3 separate regions of the Sus scrofa genome follow, and regions 2 and 3 are each linked to region 1. A link is a contact called in public promoter capture Hi-C data. All regions are on one chromosome and are shown on one strand. Each heading gives the region's core, a stretch centred on a gene start, on an enhancer-like site or on the middle of the called end of the contact. The rest is flanking DNA. Distances are from core to core; before and after follow the strand shown.

Region 1 (3,505 bases), core at 713-3,212:
AACAATAATAATTTCAAAAAATTTAAACAACTATGCTAAAGACAAATTACCTATTTTTTGTTATAGAAAATCATCTTACAAGGTCCTTGTCATAGAAAAAGATGGTTAAAGCAATCTCAGCAAAAATTATATTTAAAAAAGATTGTAAATAGGCAGAGCACAGTGGATTTTTACATCAGTGAAACTAACTATTCTCTGTGATACTATACGGTGGATATATGCCACTATGAATTTGCTAGATCATAGAATGTACAACACTGAGCGAACCCTAATGTAAACTACGGACTCTGGTGAAAATGATGCACCAATGTAGGTTCATGCATTGTATCAACTGTTGCCTTTTTTTTTTTGTCTTTTTAGGGACACACCCACAGCATTTGTAGGTTCCCAGGCTAGGGGTTGAATCAGAGCTACAGCTGCCGCCCTACACCACAGCCACAACAACGTGGGATTTGAGCCGCGTCTGCAACCTACACCACAGATCACAGCAACATCAGATCCTTAACCCACTGAGTGAGGTCAGGGATCGAATCCATGTCCTCATGGATCCTAGTCCGGTTCATTAATGCTGAGCCCTGAAAGGAACTCCTCATTGTATCAAATGTTGTTTATTATATCTGATGGGGAATACTGGTAACGGTGGAGGCTAAGCATGAGTGGTGACAAGGGTTCTATGGAAAAATCTCTGTACCTTCTGCTTATGATTGCTGTGAACCTAAAACTGCTCCAAAAATAAAGTCCATTAAAAAAAGAAAAAGGATTGTGGAAGTCTGCCAGGCCACTTATTAATAAAAACAGTTGGATATTTTTCTGAATTTCATTTTAAGGTATTTTTTGGCTACTTAAAATTGGTAATTTGCTGTGATTTCTTTTTTCTCATTCTAAATAAATATTTCCTATTGTAACTAATTTAATATTTGTACGTTTGTACTGTTCTCCCTAAAAGGGGCTTGTGAAATTGCATAATTCAGGCCCCACAAAACTCGGGTCTGCCCCTGCACATAAGATGAAAAAACGTTTATAATTATTTGAGCCAAGGATCCAATTGTATTTTATGTACTAACAGAGTGTTTTTTCTCCAGTTTTAATATACTTTAGAACTTCTACAAGTGCTATTGCTGTGTAACTGGAACTTAAATTCAGTAGAAATTTTACCATCATCTGTTCATGATTTTGAGAAGCAGGGTCCTGATGGAACCACAACTCTGTCATTCGGCATTTACAAATGTTGGGCTCACAGTGCTTTAATGTATATGGAACAAAATTGGAGATTTTTATTGTGCCTTCTAGCACAGTTGTGCCTGAACATTTAAAACATTAACATACATATTATTTAAATTAATTTTATTTTTGGTTTTTGTAAGGAAACCGTATTGAAATTATTGAAATTACGTGTTGAGGTAGGTTAATGATCTGTAAATTTCATTTCGTTAAAGTTAAGTGGTATCATTAAATATTTGCTGTGGGGTGCAGGGGAGCACTGGGTTTGAGGTTGAGTACCAACCGACGAAATAGAAGCAGGAACTGAATGTACAGGGAGTTGTCATACTGACGTTCTTACTGCTGACTTTCGTCTTTCCCAGGGTTCCGATCACACCTGGGGGAAGAATGAAACGGATGAGAGTGGTAATATTGCCCAGAGATCAGAGAGCGGATAGCTTTGCATCTGTACCGGTCATTGTCCTGTTTCCTGCCTTCCACTCTCGTCCCTTCCAATCAAGCTAAGAGCTCCTGGAGACATGGAGTAGCTGGTTCAGTTAGGGTGACAAACAACAATTATGAAAATAACTGCACTGAGGTCCTGGATAGAGCGTTGAGGACCATCAAGTCTTTCCCAGCCTGATGGGCATATTGGGCGGACCCTTAGCCTGATGGGCGTACTGGGCCGCACTTAGGGTGCCGGGCAACAGGGGGCGCTGTGACAGGAGCCGCGCCGGGCCCTCTGGCACCTCGAGGCCTCTCGCCTCCTCCCGCGGCTTCCGGAGCGGCTCCCGCGCGCCAGAGGCGTCATGGACAGAAACCCTTCGCCGCCGCCGCTCAGTGGGGACGAGGACAAAGAGGAGGCGGCCGGGGGTGACTGCATTGGCAGCACCGTGTACAGTAAGCACTGGCTCTTCGGCGTCCTCAGCAGGCTCATCCAGGTGCGGAAACTCGCGCCTCTCATGGGCTCATCGTACGTTCCCCTAGACTCTCGCCCCGCCTCTGGCGGCCCCCTCCAGCCTTGGGAGCCGCGGTCCCCACGGCGACCCCTTCCCAGGCCCCAGAGGCTGGGTCTCACCCCTTGCGTCCTGGCGGTCTCCGCGGACCCCAAAGCTGCCGGGATCCACTCCCTGTTACGCCCAACACAAAAGGAATTGTAATTGCAGGGATGCTGAATGCTTGCAGTTAAAATATTTTACTTTTGCAAATTTTCCAAAAAACATGACCATGTAAACACATTGCTAGGTTTTTGCTCGCCATTCCACTGTAATTCTGGAATCCCAGGTCCTAACTGAGAAATCTCTTGGACTTAAAGTTGTAGAATAAATGCCGATTTTGAAGTCGTACAACCCAGATACCAAAAGCGAGGCTTGCCCTGTGTGACTTTGAGCAAGTCGCCTAGCCGATTTCTTTCTCGGTTTCTATAAAGTGGGATGATAACATATATGTTATTTTATATAGGGTTAATGTGTAGATGAACTAATATTATAGTGGTCATAGAGTGCTTACCATAGTGTTTGCCTTACAGGAGCCTCTCAGTAAATGTGAACGTTCTTATGTTTCCCTTACTTTTTCCCCTACTTCCAATCACTGTCCTCTCTAGCGCATCTTCTACACAGCTGCCAGAATTAAAAAAAAAAAAAAAAAAAGTTGTCCTTGGGAACTCATCATACTTTCCTTTGCCTTCAGGAGAAAAATGCAGCTTTCTTTGCTTGGGCTCTTTGCAACATTTTCAGATTCACCTGCCCATGACACACTAAACTGTTCAACATTCCCCACACATGCTAGGCCCTTTCTTGATTCTGAACTCTTGTATTTTCTTCTTACGCTCTTCTCTCTTCTTCACATGAAAACTCCACTTCCTCCTCAGAGATTTAGCCTCATTATCACCTCCTAAGAGAAGCTGGGAAGACTTCTTCCAGACTTAGGTCATTGGTCCATCATTTTTATTCTTACAGTTCTTTGTCCGTAATTCATTTGAATCTCTTTGCCTTTTCTGTTGTATCAGTTTGTGTGTCTTTTCCCCACTAGATCCTAAACTATTTGAAAGCAGGGGATTAAATCTTATTCATCTTTGCATTTCTACCCCAGTGCCTAACAACAGTATTTACCCAAGGTACCCAGGGTATTATTATTATTATTTTTGCTTTTTAGGGCCACACCTGCGGCATATGGATGTTCTCAGGCTAGGGGGCAAATCGGAGCTGTAGCTGCTGGCCTACACCACAGCCACAGCAATGCAGGATCCGAGCCGTGTCTGTGACCTACACCACAGCTCACTGCAACGTCAGATCCTTAACCACTG
Region 2 (3,505 bases), core at 443-2,942, 450 kb before region 1:
AAACATAAAACTGTGCTCGGAGTTCCCATCATGGTGCAGCAGAAACGAATCCAACTAGGAACCACAAGATTTCACATTCGATCCCTGGCCTTGCTCAGCGGGTCAGGGATCTGGCGTTGCTATGAGCTGTGGTGTAAGTCGCAGACATGGCTTGGATCTGGCATTGCTGTGGCATAGGCCGGTGGCTACAGCTCCGACTAAACCTCTAGCCTGGAAATGTCCATATGCCTTGGGTTCGGCCCTAAAAAAACAAAAACAAGCAAACAAACAAAACCCAACTCTGCTAAAAACCATGCTTCTTTGGAGGAGTTCCTCAGAGCTTTCTGAGAGATTATCTCTTGGGCTGTAGTCTGTAGTTTGACCTGAATAAAACCTTTTTTATTCCTATTATGGATTGTTTACTGCTTATTTCTATCAACATTATGAATTTGGGGGGACATACAACTTATCCTGTAATAGCCAGGTACTAATTTACAGTTCTTATATGCAATATTTTACAGCAATTCTATCACTGCTATTTTACCATCCTAAACTGAGGTACAGAGAGAGGGGAAGCTCTTGCCTAAGGTCCTGCAATAGCTAGGATTCAAGAAGGCTGGGGCTTGAACCCTGAAAACCAATCACCACAAGTTTATGGAGTGCTAAACAATGAGTTGGAGCTGGCCCGGCAAAGGTTAAAGGGTGCATACCAAGCAGATGGGATTATTTGGAGAGGGCCTGGAGTGGAAGAGTTTGGCACTTCTAATAGAATGATAGAATCAGGCTGATGATGTTAAAGAGGGCCAGGGTCAATCATAGAAGTTCTTAACAGGATAGGGCAGCATTGAGATTTTGATCTTCTGAGTTTCTGCTGTGGCCCAGTGGGTTAAGAAAGCTGCTTGGACTGCAGCAGCTCTGCTTGCTGCAGAGGTACTGGTTTCATCCCCTGGCCCTGCACTGTGGCGTAGGTCCCAGAGGAGTTGGATTCAATCCCTAGCCTGGGAACTTCCATATACTGCAGATGCAGACATTTAAAAAAAAAAAAAACAAAAAAGATTAAAAAAAATTTTTTTTTGTCTTTTTAGAACCTGCAGCATATGGAGGTTCTCAGGCTAGGGGTCAAGTGGAGCTACAGCTGCCGGCCTATACCACAGCAACAGCAACATGGGATCCAGGCCGAGTCTGCAACCTACCCCACAGCTCACGGCGTTGCCAGATCCTTATCCCACTGAGCAACGCCAGGGATGGAAACTGTGTCTTTATAGATACTAGTCGGATTCATTTCTGATGAGCTATGGTGTTAACTTGAAGATCTGTTAACCACTAAATGATGACTCTGAATAGAGAACCACAGGAAGGACATTGTAAAATCTTAGTTTTAATTTTTAAGAGATGAGGAACCTATCATCTGTTTTTTCAATATATTAGACCCAAGCTCCCATATAACTCACAATCTCCAGAGGGTGAAATATTTATAGTTGGTCTCCTGCAAGTGTAAACTACTTAAAATGGATAGTTATGTATTTGAAAGGAATACAGAGCATCCGAGATCAATGTGCTCTGTGGGGCTCCCCAGAGGGAATAAAAACTTAATCTTGGTCTATTGCTTGGGCAGCCTTAAATGGAGAAATGTAGTCAGGGCCACGCTTCAGCATTAAAACTTGGGTTGAAATAGTAAGACAGGCTTTGCCTAATCTTTTAAAACAGTTTTACTGAGATAATTTACATACCATAAAATTCACATGTTTTTTAGTGCACGACTTTTTAGTAAAATAACAGCACAGCCATCAGCACAATCCAGTTTCCAAGAATTTCCATCACACCAAAATATCCCTACTGTTTGCTGCCAATCTGGCTTGTTCTTACCCACAGACCCAGGTCTGCCTAATTAGTGTATTTTACTGACCTCAGATAACTCTTTCTCCCCCGCCTCCCCTCTCTTTTTCTTTTTTTTAAAGGTCGAGCCCAGGGCACACGGAAGTTCCTCAGCCGGGGATGGAACTCGCACCGCAGCAGCCACCCAAGCCGCTGCACTGAAAATGCTGGGTCCTTAATCCGCCACACCACAAGACAACTACCCCAGATGACTCTTTAAAGGAACTCAGAACTGGCCTCCCAAAGAATATTAATATGAATATGGGGCATATTTGTATTTCATCAGTGCGCCAAGTGTATCCAGGCTGGGTCTGTATGTGAGAAATTTCTTCATCCACTGAACAAAACACTGTTGCCTGCCCTACGCGCGGGGCTTATCTAAAGGAGACTAAAGCTGTAAGCGGGCTCCCCTGTACACGGCACACGTGCATTAGTGTAGGAGGTGAGCACACACCCTCTGCCAGCACGCGATGAGTAATGTGTACCCAAGACAGTCGGGGCCGTGTGCGCCTGCGCGGTTCCGCGAGTACCTACAAACGGGTAACTGAAACCCCTGCTCGAGACCTGTCGGTTTGGCGGTTGGGGCGCCGCCGTCTCGAACCTGAGCATCCACCCGTGATTCCCAGGGAACCCAGGCCGGGTAGGTAATCCCTCATCCCCTTGCTTCCCCTACGTAGAGCTCACAACGAGCAAAATCGGCAGGCCTCGCGCCAGGGTTGCTAGGAGAGCCGCTGTCTTTAGCCACACCCCGTAATTTACCAGGCCGAGTCTCCTTACATGTAAGGATTAGACCCGCCCCCTTGAGCCGACGCCAGCAGCCACGTAGTACGTTTCTACGTGTCTCGAGCCTAAAAGCGGAAGTTACACCAAAGACTCGCGAGGGAAGCGGCGGACCTGAAATGGTATTGGGCGCTGAAGGGAAGGGGGCGGGCAGACGGCATTGCTAAGCGCCGGAAGTGGTCTTGCATAGGAGGGGTAGGAGAGAGGCTAGCCAAGCAGTTCATTCGGCTGTTGCTGGTCGCCTCGGTAAGGCGTGTTTCCACCGCTCTCCGAGCGTCTGGCCCAGTTCTCCGCCTCGGCCAGAATGGACTTCAGGGAGATTCTCCTGATAGCTTCCAAAGGACAGGGTGTCAATAATGTGCCAGTAAGTACCAGCCGGAGCGCGACTGTAGGAGTGCTTCAAGTTCTTGTTTGGTCTTCAAGTTTGGACTGTGTGGTTCGTGGAACTTCCAGGCATCCTCTTATCGGCTCTGGGAGAGGAAAGATCTGGACGCCGGTTTTGGGGGGTTTTTGTTTGTTTCATAGGTTTTTTTGTTTGCTTGTTTGTTTTTTCTCTCTCTTTGGCATGTACTTCTGTAACTGGGGGGGGGGTCAAGACGGGATTGAGACGCGAGGCGGGAACCTTCTGACGAGCGGGTTTGGCTTGTTTAGGCTTAGTGACCCCTGTTTTGGGTGCTGTAGAGTTGCGTGAAACCTGGTGAGTGGAGCCGTACCTGGCACATAGTGGAATCTAGCGCTAGTGGTTTCTAGTTTCTTCATGAACTTCAGCCCAAAAGTTGGGGGAAAATCATGTATATGATGAATTTCACGGGTTTTAGGGACTTGGCCTAATGGCCTTTGGGCTGATTTCCCACTGATCTTTGGGTCAGAC
Region 3 (3,505 bases), core at 544-3,043, 360 kb before region 1:
TAGAAGTAATTGTCATATTTCCTTGAGTGTTGAGTATTATAAATCATGTTGTAAGTTGTATATACAAGTCAAGAAGTAGTACCACCACCACCTATGATTTGGTTATAATTTGACATTCATGATGCTCCTGTTAACTTTCACTTTTTTATCTTTCCAAAATCATGTAGTGTCTATTCTTGTGGTTTTTAGTGGGGCTTGGATTAAAATGCTTCTCTGATATTGTAATGCAGAGAGATTTTATTTTCCAATTTACATAAATTCCTAAGTATCAAGAATAATTAATATAATAAACTTTTACTTTAAAATTACTGGGAGATTCCTAATTTATTGAGTGGAAAGAAATTTATTCAGATTGAGAAGATTCTTTCACATAAATTCATACAGTCCCTTCATTTTAAGTAGCTTAAGTGCAAAATGAAGATTTTGGTTTTTTTTTGCCAGGCCCGTGGCATGTGGACACTCCCAGGCCAAGGATCGAACCTGACCGCAGCAGGGACAATGCCGGATCCTTAACTGGTAGGCCACCAGGGACCTCTGAGATTGGATTTTAATTGTTTTAGAACTTTAAAGTATTTCCTAACAAGAAAACTTTTAGACAATGTATTATTTGTGCTCTTCTAATTGATAAAAGCAGAGTTGCTGCAGTTGAAAGCTCTCCTGGCTAAGTTTTGACTTTAAGAATAGCTTGAAAACCACATTTAAGTGACATAAAAAAGGTGCAGGGAAGGATAGACTGCCCTATGGTTTGACTGGAGCTGTATGGTTAGACTGCCCTATGGTTTGACTGGAGCTGTATGGTTAACCAATATATGGTGTTCATATCCAAAAAAAGATACCTACACACACACACACACACACACACACACACACAATCAATGTAATGATACTTCCACCTGTCTTCAGTTAGGCCCTCTGTGTATGTGACCTTCATTTAGATGTCAATTTAGAAGAGAATACCAAAGCCTATTCTTCCATAGCACTATGCTTAAATCACCTAAATAATCATTCTTTACACCATCAAACCCAAGCTTTACAGTACCTTGAACAGCACTGTACTTATAAAGCTGGTGGTGATGTGCAATAATAATGATTAATATAAATGACCATTAAGAACTTTTAAGGGTAGTAGAAATTTAGTTGAGACAGTATGTACTCTTGCACTGTACAAGGCGATGAAGATCGGAAGATGTGCCTGCGGGCAAAGACTTGAACTTTGACAATGGAGAGCCTGGTATACACACGGAGTCCAAGGTAGAAGGCAGTCTGTATTATCACCTATGTCTGGGCACAGAGGAGAAGGTCTGACTTAGGGGATGGTCTCCTGTGAAACGAGGGCTCTGCATTTTGCCCTTGTGAATGTAGTATGGTGAATTTTTAAGCTTAAAAATGAAAAACAACCTGATAATCAGAGTGACACTGGCATCACCTAGTGAAGAAGCCTCTCATCTTAGAGTGGGAGAAAAACTGAAGCCCGAGCTAACAGTGCACTTGCCTACTATTATCAGAAATCAGTGGCAGAAGAGTTTTCTGACTCCAGTCTAGTGCTTTCCCACTTGATGAATCAGCCATTAAAGTTTACCGGCAAGATAATCGCGCTTCTTCCCGTCCCTGCACCTGCTCTCTCGGTCTAAGGGCAACTGTGAATAACCTGCCTAGCTCACCTCAGCCCAAATTCCCACCCTCGGAAGAGGTCTGCCCTCATCTGCAGCACCTGACCCTGCCAGAACAAGCCCAGCCCACGCCCATCCTCTGTCGCCGACCTCGGAAGTGACGTAACGGAAGCGGAAAGCTCTGTGGTAGCACTCGACTTCCTGTAGTTAGAGGAGGGGGGGGTGGGGGGCTGGCTCCTCGGTGCGATTGTGTGGGGCGGCCTGGGGCGGCCCCGGAGCGGCTGACCCTCTGCCTGCGGGGACGGGAGTCGCGAGGCGGCAGCCATGGCGGGGTCGGAGAGCCAGCTCAAGAAAATGGTGTCCAAGGTGAGGCCGCGGCGCGCTCGCCGCTCGGCGCGCGCCCACTGCTCCCTTCCGCGCCGCCGGGGCCTGCCCGACCAGTTTAGCCAGCCCCCGGTGCGGGCCCGAAGCCCCGTGTAGTCCCCGGCTGCCCCCGACGCTCCCAGTCCCGGGAAACCTGTCGCCCGGTGCGGGGAATTCCCGGGCCGGGGCCGGCGGGGGGCGGCGACAGTCAACAAAGGCGCAGAGCGGAGGCCGCCTGCCACCTGCCGCCCGCCCTCCTCTCTTCGGGGAGAGAGAGTTTGGAGCAGTCTGAGGGGCAGAATAGTTTCGTCTTACTTTATATCAGCACAAAGAGGGGCTTGAACTTAATTCTCGGTCTGGGGCACTTCTCCACTCATGTCCCAATGTAGGGCTCGTCTGTCTTCGCCCTTCCCTCCCCGCCCTCGGAGATTGTGTCCTTTTCAGTTTGTATTCCTCACGCAGCTCAATAGCCGACCCGCAGGAGATCAGTAACTGTTTGTTGCATTGGTTCAATTATAAGTAAAAACGCCTTGAAAAGCCAAAATACCTGTACCTCACTACCACAGGTGAATAAATAGAATTCCATTACCATTACTTTGATTTGCTGAGAATAACTACCCTTAAATGTATGTTTCTTATTACGCGAATTTATTTGTTTTGAAATGTTTGATTTCCACAGCTCAAGACCAATGTATTTCTTTCATTTTTTTTAAAAAGCCGATAGGCATTTTGTATTTAAAGCTGTGAATTATTTTGACAACCACTTAAAATGAGGCACCTGGTACCAGAGTGAACTTGGGGTTTTGTTTTGTTTTTTTCAATTTACCAAAGCTAATTGGAATAAGATGTATGTGAAGTGGTTGAAAGTTCAGTCTTCTCCAGTTAAACGGGTTAGCTTAGGTACTTTTGTCAAAGCAAGAATGGTAGAAAGCGGTTTAAGCAATTTTCAATATTATTAAAACACGCTGTTATTCATGAACTTATTTATTTGAAAAGTAGACTTTTTCCCCCAGTAAAATAATCCCCCTAGTCTTTGATCGAAAAGCCAATAATTTCTAAAGAGAAAGTAATGGGGTATTTATGTTTGTTTTTTGGCGCTTTTTGGGCGCCGCCTGCAGCATGCTTTTTCTGCGCCAACAGTGACCCAAGCCAGAGAGCAGTGACAACTGCGAGGATCCTTAACTGCCAGGTCACCAGGGAACTCTTCAAATACTGATTTTTAATTTTTTTTAAAAAACACTTATTGGAGTATTGATTTTCAATGTATTAGTTTCAGGTGTACAGTAAGTGAATCAAATATACATAAATATCCATCGTTTTTCCCCATATAGGTTATTACAGAATATTGAGTAGATTTCCCAGTAGATCCTTGTTAGTTATCTATTTTATATACACTAGGGTGTATATGTTAATCCCATCCTCCTAATTATCCCTCCCTGCCATGGTTTCCCCTTTGGGTAACCATAAGTTTTATTTTGAAGTCTATGAATTTGTTTTGTAAATTATTTTGTATCATTTTTATTAGGTTCTGC

Evidence for each region. Promoter capture Hi-C pulls out the DNA fragments that hold promoters and counts their contacts.
Region 2: a promoter capture Hi-C map of fetal liver shows a contact between it and region 1, with 2.1 times the contacts expected there. The contact joins the promoter of SPTY2D1 here to the promoter of SAAL1 in region 1. A contact is called at or near these places in 2 of 5 promoter capture datasets (fetal liver and liver).
Region 3: a promoter capture Hi-C map of fetal liver shows a contact between it and region 1, with 3 times the contacts expected there. The contact joins the promoter of TSG101 here to the promoter of SAAL1 in region 1. A contact is called at or near these places in 1 of 5 promoter capture datasets (fetal liver) and 2 of 2 datasets of contacts at active chromatin or transcription factors (alveolar macrophages and skeletal muscle).

What each region holds. Positions count from the first base shown.
Region 1 is chr2:41,026,711-41,030,215 of Sscrofa11.1, forward strand. It overlaps SAAL1 (protein SAAL1), which reads left to right and starts at 1,963. Exons shown (of 11, transcript XM_013994508.2): 1 at 1,963-2,141. The coding sequence starts at 2,010.
Region 2 is chr2:40,580,124-40,583,628 of Sscrofa11.1, forward strand. SPTY2D1 (protein SPT2 homolog) reads left to right here and starts at 1,693. Exons shown (of 6, transcript XM_021083260.1): 1 at 1,693-2,494.
Region 3 is chr2:40,671,394-40,674,898 of Sscrofa11.1, forward strand. It overlaps TSG101 (tumor susceptibility gene 101 protein), which reads left to right and starts at 1,794. Exons shown (of 16, transcript XM_021083264.1): 1 at 1,794-1,976. The coding sequence starts at 1,935. It overlaps UEVLD (ubiquitin-conjugating enzyme E2 variant 3), which reads left to right. Exons shown (of 12, transcript XR_002341551.1): 12 at 1-308.